2 separate regions of the Capra hircus genome follow, and region 1 is linked to region 2. A link is a contact called in public Hi-C data. All regions are on one chromosome and are shown on one strand. The core of a region is the stretch at or near the end of the contact, and the rest is flanking DNA. Distances in the headings are between cores, read along the strand shown.

Evidence for each region. Hi-C and Micro-C count contacts between places; a contact is called where the count stands out from the background.
Region 1: a contact with region 2 is called in a Hi-C map of blood, with 5 times the contacts expected there. The contact joins two enhancer-like sites. A contact is called at or near these places in 2 of 5 Hi-C or Micro-C datasets (blood and liver).

The regions. Positions count from the first base shown.
Region 1 is chr5:22,567,539-22,571,891 of ARS1.2, forward strand. No RefSeq gene overlaps it. Among named protein-coding and RNA genes, the nearest start is that of EEA1, 24 kb to the left of the region's middle. Within about 2 kb of position 2,008, at least 1 of the 5 cell types and tissues checked has an H3K27ac peak or open chromatin away from gene starts, as enhancers often do.
Region 2 is chr5:22,432,557-22,437,098 of ARS1.2, forward strand. It overlaps EEA1 (early endosome antigen 1), which reads right to left. Exons shown (of 31, transcript XM_018047620.1): 23 at 4,046-4,228. Among named protein-coding and RNA genes, the nearest start is that of PLEKHG7, 86 kb to the left of the region's middle. Within about 2 kb of position 1,600, at least 1 of the 5 cell types and tissues checked has an H3K27ac peak or open chromatin away from gene starts, as enhancers often do.

The DNA.
Region 1 (4,353 bases), core at 758-3,257, 140 kb after region 2:
GAAAGATAAGGCAAAAAAAGGGGATGACAGAGGATGAGATGGTTGGATGGCATTGCTGACTCAATGGACATGAGTTTGAGCAAACTCCTGGAGATCATGAAGGACAGGGAAGCCCAGCGTGCTGCAGTCCATGGGGTCACAAAGAGTCAGACATGATTTAGTGACTGAACAACAATGAACAAACTAAATTGCTTGAAGGACAGCCAAACCCTCATATTGGTGCTTTGACAGAGGAAATCTTCCAGCCCAACTTTCTGCAGAAATATTAATAGAAATGGCATATGATGAGATGGAGAAGCAAGCAGCAAAGCAGCATCTGTAGAAAATCTGTTAGCTTCACATTCTCAAGGTGAAAGTAGAGAGGAAACAACCACGTCTTCTCTGAAGAGAGCTGGGGTTGGGGAAGAACCAGACCCGGATTGTAAAATTTAGCAAAATAAATTCCACCTCAGGAAGCCATTTTTTTACTGAAGGGACCAAAATATGCCACTTTGGCACAAGGATTATTTTGAGCTGATGGCAGTTAAGAAACAGCAAGCATTGAAGAAAAAAACTCTTGCCCTCCCCACATCTGGCCAAGAGCAAAATATACATCTTCATTTGTAAAAGGTTTCCCTCACCTGTACAAGAAGAGAAATCTATCATTCCCTAGGGACTCTTAATCACTGAAGATGGTTCTAGACTCCTACCTTCCCAGAGACTGATACCAAGTGCAATCTAAATGACAAACCTCACAAGTACCCTTATCTTCCATGTTCCCAGGAACTCAAACTCCTTCCCCTTTGTCTTATCCTTCACAAATGTATTGCTCTTTGCTGAAATGACATATAAGCCTTTGGGTCTGATCAGTCCTTCGGTGTGCTCACTTCATTTCTGGTAGACCTCTGACATGCACATTTGATAAATCTTCTTTTCCTGTTAATCTATCTTTTGCCAGTTCAATTTGCATGGCCCCAGCCACTGAACCTAAGAAGGGAGGAGGAAGAGATTTTTCCTCCTATTTTCCAGCCACTTGACCTCCCTTGTTGGCATCTACTCTGAAAATTTGGTCATATTTTTAACGTGACATCTTTAAGGCTATCACCTAAATAATCTTTAATCACTTTAACAGTAATATATTAATTCAGTTCAAAACATTTGATAACTGGATGAAAATAAGGACTTTATTGAGATAAATCCAAGTTGACAATCTTTTTAAAGTGCATTCTGCTGTCTCAATCAGAGGCTTATTTCATACCACACTAGAGAAAATTTAGCTCTTAAATTGTTCCTTGCATCCTCAAAAATACCATACATATAGGGTATTTTATTTGGTCTTTAGCCTAGAAGCTTGTTACTATAGATTCAAATCTTGTCTAGAGGCATCTGCTAAAGTAAAATAGTAATTCAAATAACTTTTAAAATGTTAATATGTTTATATATGAACTTATTTTTAATTGTGATAAGACACTTATGAACTACACAGCAGGAATTGGAAGAACTTCCTCTCTCAAGGACCAGATAGTATACATTTTAGACTTTGTAGGTCATATGGTTTCTGTAGCAACTACTCAACTCAGCTACTGTGCTGTGAAACAGCCATAGACCATAACTGAACAAATGGACATGCTTACCTTCTTTTTTTAAAAATAATGATTTATTTGGCTGTGCCAGGTCTTAGGCGCGGCTTGCAGGATTTCTGATCTTCATTTAGGCATGTGGCATCTTTACCTGCAGCATGTGGGATCTATAAATTACATTTCTTACACTGAAATTGCTTGGTTTTAATATCTCCATTATACCTGTTGACCTGAAGGAAGTAGAATGCTGGATATTCCTCCAGCAAATACGGGTTTATACTTGATCAGCAGAGAACTGCAGTTCAGGTTCTGAAACCATGGCAAGATAGGTACAAGTCCTGGCAGAGCAGGGGAGGAGAATGCTTTTAAAGAGAGGAAAAGGAAGTTGGGAGGGCTATGGTGAAAGAGTCCATGACGTTTCATTGGCTGAGTCCTTGCTAGAAAAGCGGTGCTTCTCCTCTCCTCTGCTGCTGCTGCTGCTGCTGCTAAGTCGCTTCAGTCGTGTCTGACTCTGTGTGACCCCATGACGGCAGCCCACCAGGCTCCCCCGTCCCTGGGATTCTCCAGGCAAGAACACTGGAGTGGGTTGCCATTTCCTTCTCAAATGCAGGGCTCTGCTATAGTGGCAGGGTGTGGGAGCTCCCCCTTCTGGTCTCCTCACTCGTTGATTAATTTTACATACCCAACTTCTGAAAATGAGAGTGTTTCTTCTCTCCTATCCCCTTTCTTATATTCCTTGAAAGTGTGTTAGAACTCACCTATAAAAGTATCTGGGCCTGGTGATTTTCTTTGCAGGCATGAGAAGATTTTTAAATGCTGATTACATTTTAACAATTTTTCCTAAATGTTCATTTGTGTGTTCTCTCCTTTTAATTTCTGTTTATCATGATAATTTCCCTTTCTGCCACAATCTCTGGTTTTATTCTTTTGTTTTCCCTTCTAGTCTCTTAGATTGGAAGCTTAGCTTATTAACTTTCAGGCATTACTTTTCTTTCTAATATAAGCATTGAAAACATGCATTTTCCTCTCCAGGAAGTATTTTTTTTTTATTTTCAAACATACACTATTAAAAGAAAAAAAAATCTTTTAAAACGCATTTCTAACTCAATTGCATTGTTTGTAAAGAATATGGTCTGTATACACCAGTTTTTAAAAAACTTATTCAAACTTGTCTAAACAGTTTGGCCATATATTTCACATAAATGCTTTAGGGGCACTTAACAGGAACGTATGGAATCCAGCTCTTAGGTACAGGGGTCTATATGTAACCAATAGATGAAGTTGTTACTGCATTTTCCAAATCATCTATATTCCTACTGATGCCTTTTATGATTGCTTGATTAAATATTGATATGATATATCTCCCACTGTGCTGGTGGATTTGTTGATTTTCCTTATAGTTCTGGCAACTTTTACATTATTATTATTAGTTTTTTTTTTTGGCTGTTCCGGGTCCTACTTACAGCACACGAGATCTTCACTGCAGCGTGTGGGATCTAGCCCCCTGACCAGGGATAAAACCTCGGCCCCCCTGCGTCAGAAGCACAGAGTTTTAACCACTGGGGCCACAAGGGAAGTTTCTGCTTTATGTATTTTAAAGTTGTGCTATGAGGCCTTTACAACTTTAGAATTATCACATTTTGAGGATGTGAATCATCTATCAATGTTTTTACCATTATTTCAGTAGTATTTTTAAAATTTTAAGGTCTAAAGTGAATATAGTCATACCATCTTTATTTTAGGCCCCTTCCCTGGTGGCTCAGATGAAGAATCCACCTGCAATAAGGAAGATCTGGGTTTGATCCCTGGGATGGGGAGATCCCCTGGAGAAGGGAATGGCTACCCATTCCAGTATTCTGGCCTGGAGAATTTCATAGACAGAGGCGCCTGGCAGGCTACAGTCCATGTGGTCGCAAACAGTTGGACATGACTGAGCAACTTTCACTTCACTTCACTTTTATTTTGGTTATTGTTTTAGTACATTTTGTTTTTTACATCCTTTGAATTTTAGTCTCTTTTTTAATGGTTTAGACAGTGGTGTGCTGGCAAGTGCATAACAACCAGCTCTCTGGGAAGGCAAGGTAGAATCTGATTTGTAGAATTTATTGATTTCTTTTGTATCAATACTCCCACCTGAGATTGCTAGATAAAGTTTAGGCTGCCCAGTTAAATCTGAATTGCAGATAAATAATTAATTATTTTTAATATAAGTGTATCTCAAATATTGCATGGAACACACATTTAAAACATATTTGTGGTATTCACTTTCACTTTTCACTTTCATGCATTGGAGAAGGAAATGGCAACCCACTCCAGTGTTCTTGCCTGGAGAATCCTGGGGACAGGGGAGCCTGGTGGGCTGCGGTCTATGGGGTCGCACAGAGTCGGACATGACTGAAGCGACTTAGCAGGAGCAGTGGTATCAGTGCCAAAATGGGGACCTCCTGGGGAGATCACGCCAAGGAATATTCCCTGGGCCCTCTGCCTAGTGTCCTTATCTCTACAGTGAGCCACAGCCTACCCTCACACCCCAGGAGATACTTCAAGACCTGCAGAGGTAGTTGACACCTCCTAAAGCACTGAAATATACTTGCAAACCAGACAACACTAGGACAGGATGACCAAGGCTGATACCATTCATAACTGGAGATTTCACAGCCATATTTCTAGCCAGGAGTCTCATGGTACATGGTTGCTAAATACAATCAGGCTTAACACAGAGCAATGGAAGACACAGTCCAGACACCATGATAGGACAAGGCGGCTTCTTTCAAGGTGTGGAATGTGAGTCTAG
Region 2 (4,542 bases), core at 350-2,849:
GTAAGCATTCAATAGCCACCTGACGTGAAGAGTCGACTCACTAGAAAAGACCGTGATGCTGGGAAAGATTGAAGGCAGGAGGAGAAAGGGATGACAGAGGATGAGATGGTTGGATGGCATCACCGACTTGATGGACATGAGTTTGAACAAGCTCCGGGAGTTGGTGATGGACAGGGAGGCCTGACGTACTGCAGTCCATGGGGTCGCAAAGAGTCAGACACAACTGAACAACAATGGCTGGGTCACTTTGCTGTCCACCTGAAACTATCACGACATTATTAATTGGCTATTCTCCAAAACAAAATTAAAAGTTTTGGGAAAAAAGCATTCAATAAAGGATAGATGAAAAATGAATGAAAACCTTATTTAAAGGACTTAACCTTCCTGAAAGAGATTATTCCTTAGAAATAGTTCAGAAGTCTTTTCTAATTAAATTTCCATTTTCAATAGCTTCCAGTAGAACACTAAGAACCGTAACACTTCCTTTTGGGGAACGACCTAAAGTCACTAGTTCTTTACTAATCCAGCAGCTAAGCATTAATTGAATATACTACTAAGGTAGACAGGACAGTGAAAGATGGCCCTGAAAGAAGCTGACCATGTAGCCTGGAAAGCAGAGCCAGAGTGTAAAATCAAAGTTGTACAGGCATCTGCAGTGTGCCAGATGCACAGAAAAATGAATGTGAATGTTCTCTGTGGAATGTTTAAAGAAAGTTCCACGGGCATGTGGGCACTGACTTTAAGCATCACAAAGGGTAACAGTGTTTTCAGGGGAAAAAATAAAATTTGTCAAAGCCTAGCCAATAAAGTCTACACAATTATAATTAGGTCCTGATCTAGTGTTAAGGAATACCAATTCTTGCTAGAGCCTAAAAGCACAAGAATTCCAAAATGCCCGTGTTCTAAATAACAGCCTATAAAATTTGGAACTCACAGAATCCTAATGACTAAAGTCAAGCTAAAAATCTGCACTACTCTTTTCTGAGCCAAGACATACTGTTCTACTTGCCTCTGGATATTCATCTCTGACATTCAGCAGTATACTGCCATTTTAAACACTCCTTTTATCTCTTCTGCTGCAGACTACACTATTTTCATCTGCTTAGCCTCTCTTCCCTTGGAGAACTCCCTCTCACTATCATGGTTTACTGGGGTTATCTTTAACTCACCCACTGCCACTGGAAGAACCAAATCCCTAAGCAGATCAAGCACCACCCTGATCCTGAATACCCCCATTCAGTGCAGCAAAAAAACATTTTCTGCACTGTTCCATGGTAGGTGGTGTTTTTTCGGTCTGTTTAACAATTTTTCCCTTTTTTTCTTTCAACATAAACCTTTAAAAATTTTTAGTTATTACGTTTTCTTGACGCCTGGGTGAAATGACATGAGGAATAGTACTATGCTAAGAAGATTTATACTTAATTGTGAACTTTTTATCCTAGAGTTGTTCACTTCACTGAGGGTGCAAATTTTAGTTAAACTCCACTTCTACCTTTCCTGAACATCAAAGAATAGCACCCAGCAAAGCCAATTTAAAATATCCAGTCAACAAACTTTGGTACTTCATAAATAATCCAGCAGATGGGGCTAAAGGCATAGCTCAAGCCAGCTTGGCTTCCATTCTACTGGTGTCTTGGCGAACACCATCAGCCCACAGATGGCAGTCTTGATTAGGTGTCATGTTAGAAGGTTCTGACCCTCTCCCTTTCTCTCTTTTACACAAGATCATTTAATAATCACTGAAGCAAAAGAAAAAGAATGGTGGATCCCTTATTTTGGCCTGTAAATATCACTTGAACTTTCTGAGGATTTTTAATAGTTCAGATGTCATTTTGGAAGGATTAGCATAGAATCTGTCAATATCCTATCATATGAAAAAAATTTCTAGTGAAATGATGGTAAAAGAATAAAGGTCTGAAGAGCTGAGATCCAGTCACGGTTCTGTTACTGTGCAAACACTAGGCCTGTCACCAACCACGGGGGGACCTCAGTTTCATCTGCAAAAGACAGCTTTGGTACAGAGTGTCTATCCACAGCCTCTCAACAGTTGTTTAAACTCCACAGCAGCCTTACCCCTGTCTTTCTCTTACCCATGTTTACATTTGAAATTTTCTTTCATGTATAAAATTAGAACATGATTTTATAGCTTTCAAGCATAATAAAAATAATTGTTGGCTTAATGAAAAAATACTGATCTGAAAGATCTAAGTCTCTAAAGATTTTTAAATCAGTCATTAGGTTGCAACTTCTCTTTCACCTGAATGTCCATCCAATTCATTCACACTGTCCATCCTTACTCTACCAGCCCAAGCCAGCATCATCTGCACTTGGACTACTGCAGCCTCCTCTCTCATCCCCACATTCAGCCACACTGGCTTAAAATACAAATCCGAACAAATCTTTTCAGTGACTCCCTCCTGCCGACAGGATGAAGTCCAAACTTTTCAACAACCTTCCCTGACTTTCAATAGTATTGTAAAGGGAAAAAATAAATAAATAAATAAAGAGAATATAATAAGTAAGATGCTTTCTAAATGTCAGGTGGTATTAAAAAAAAACCTCTTTCTAATTTTGAACTTCATATAAAAATACAGACATATAAATATCTACTGTTTGGCCCTGTGGAAATTCTTCCCCCAATCTCCTGTTGCTTTGTAAGATCCTGCCTTGTGGCAAGTAGTTCAGATTCCTTCCCATAGAAATCAGACTGAGGCTTGCTACCACTGATTCCTCCACTCCCTTGCACTCTATATTATTCACCCCTTTTGTTTCATCTTCTCTCTCCAATTAATCTCTTCTGTTCCATCTTCTTTAACTCCAGTCCTAATCAGCTCACAGCTAGATTACTGGAGTTAGGAGGAAGAAAGGGAGACAGCCTCTTAATTAATCCTCCCAGCACTAGTTTACACCAGATCCAAACCAAGCTGTCTGTAAACCACTTCCAGGTTAAGTACATATCCACTTCCTTTTACTCCTCTGCTTAGACTCTTCATTCCCTGCTACCTCCAACCCAATATAAAGTCCAGTCAGCACCTTTGCTAGGCATCTAAGGTACCACACAATTTAATCCCAGTCCTTTTAATTTTAATTTCCAAACACAAGTCAATTATGGTGACTGCCTCCTGGCTTTGCTGGTTCCCCCCGCTACTCCCTTTCTCAGTGTCTCCGGAGTGAACTGGTCTTTCTCAGACCCTCTGTATTCAAGTTCTTATCTTTCAGGGTCAGGGCAAGTTCTCACTCCTTCATAAAGCCTTCCCTATAGTAGCCTATGAATAAAGTATCGACATCGTGTATTTATATATTATATATAAAAATATTCTGTGATTTTCAATAGAATTTTTCAATAAAGCATTTTAAATTAAGCAAAAAACAAAAATCCAGACACAGGAAAAGAATCAAAAGGCATACTAATTTCACTGTGGCAAAAAAAAGAGAACTGGTTAAACCTTCTGTGAGAGAATACAAATGTTCCATTTCCCTTAGACAACTGATAATGCTACATAAAAATTATTTACCCTTTTTGTATATCCGTCATTTTAGTAAAAATGATACTTCATCTAATCCAACAGTACTGCCAAGGCCAAAGTATCCATATATGTTTAGATAATTTATTTTGAGCTATAATCTCCTAATTTTAATATTATGCATTACAATAGTCTTGGGAAGTTGACAAAGTCAATATTGAATCTGCTTGCATTTTCACAAGTGGTTTACATTTAAAACTCAGATTTTCTAACAGCAGTTCATTTTGTTTTTGTTTTTATTTTAAATAAAGGCAGCAAAGTCCTTAGATAAGCTAATGTAGCAACCATATTTCCAAATTATTTCACTATTAAAGATGTTATTTTTAAAATCTATATATACTATAGATTTTATCATATAAAATAATTTTTTAAAAGCATGTTTCTCCAAAAATAATAATAATAAACAAGCATGATATTTCACAAATACTAAGACTTTTAATGCCCATTTGTGTTCAAATCAATCCTTTAATGAATGTGTCTATAAACAAGTTTATTGGTTTTTATGACATAATTCACTATACCTTAAGATCCTGCCTTGTGGCAAGTAGTTCAGATTCCTTCCCATAGAAATCAGACTGAAGCTGTTTCAGATCTTCCTGACTTTTCTCACAGGTGTTCTGTAACACTGATATTTTTTGTTTCTCTGCTGCAAGTTCCTGTGCCGCTTGCACTGACTGGTGCTGTAGTTTATTCTCAAGTTCTGTCTGAAACATACAACAGTTACTTAAACTAGTATGCGCGCCAAGAACAGGTTACAAAGACAGAATGGCTTCATCCAAGTCTACAGCCTTCTCTCCTCACTTCTCCACTTACCGTGTATTCCAACAGCAAATCTTCTATCATGACATTTAAGCTTTGTAAACTTTGCTAATATTGTTTACTCTCCTTTTAAATATCTAATTCCCTCCTTTTTTAACCTTTCAGCATTATAATAATCTTCAAAGACACAGTTCAAATGCTAGCTCCTCTAGAAAACAAGTCAAAATTCCCACGGAGTTCTAATTTTTCCTCACTCTCC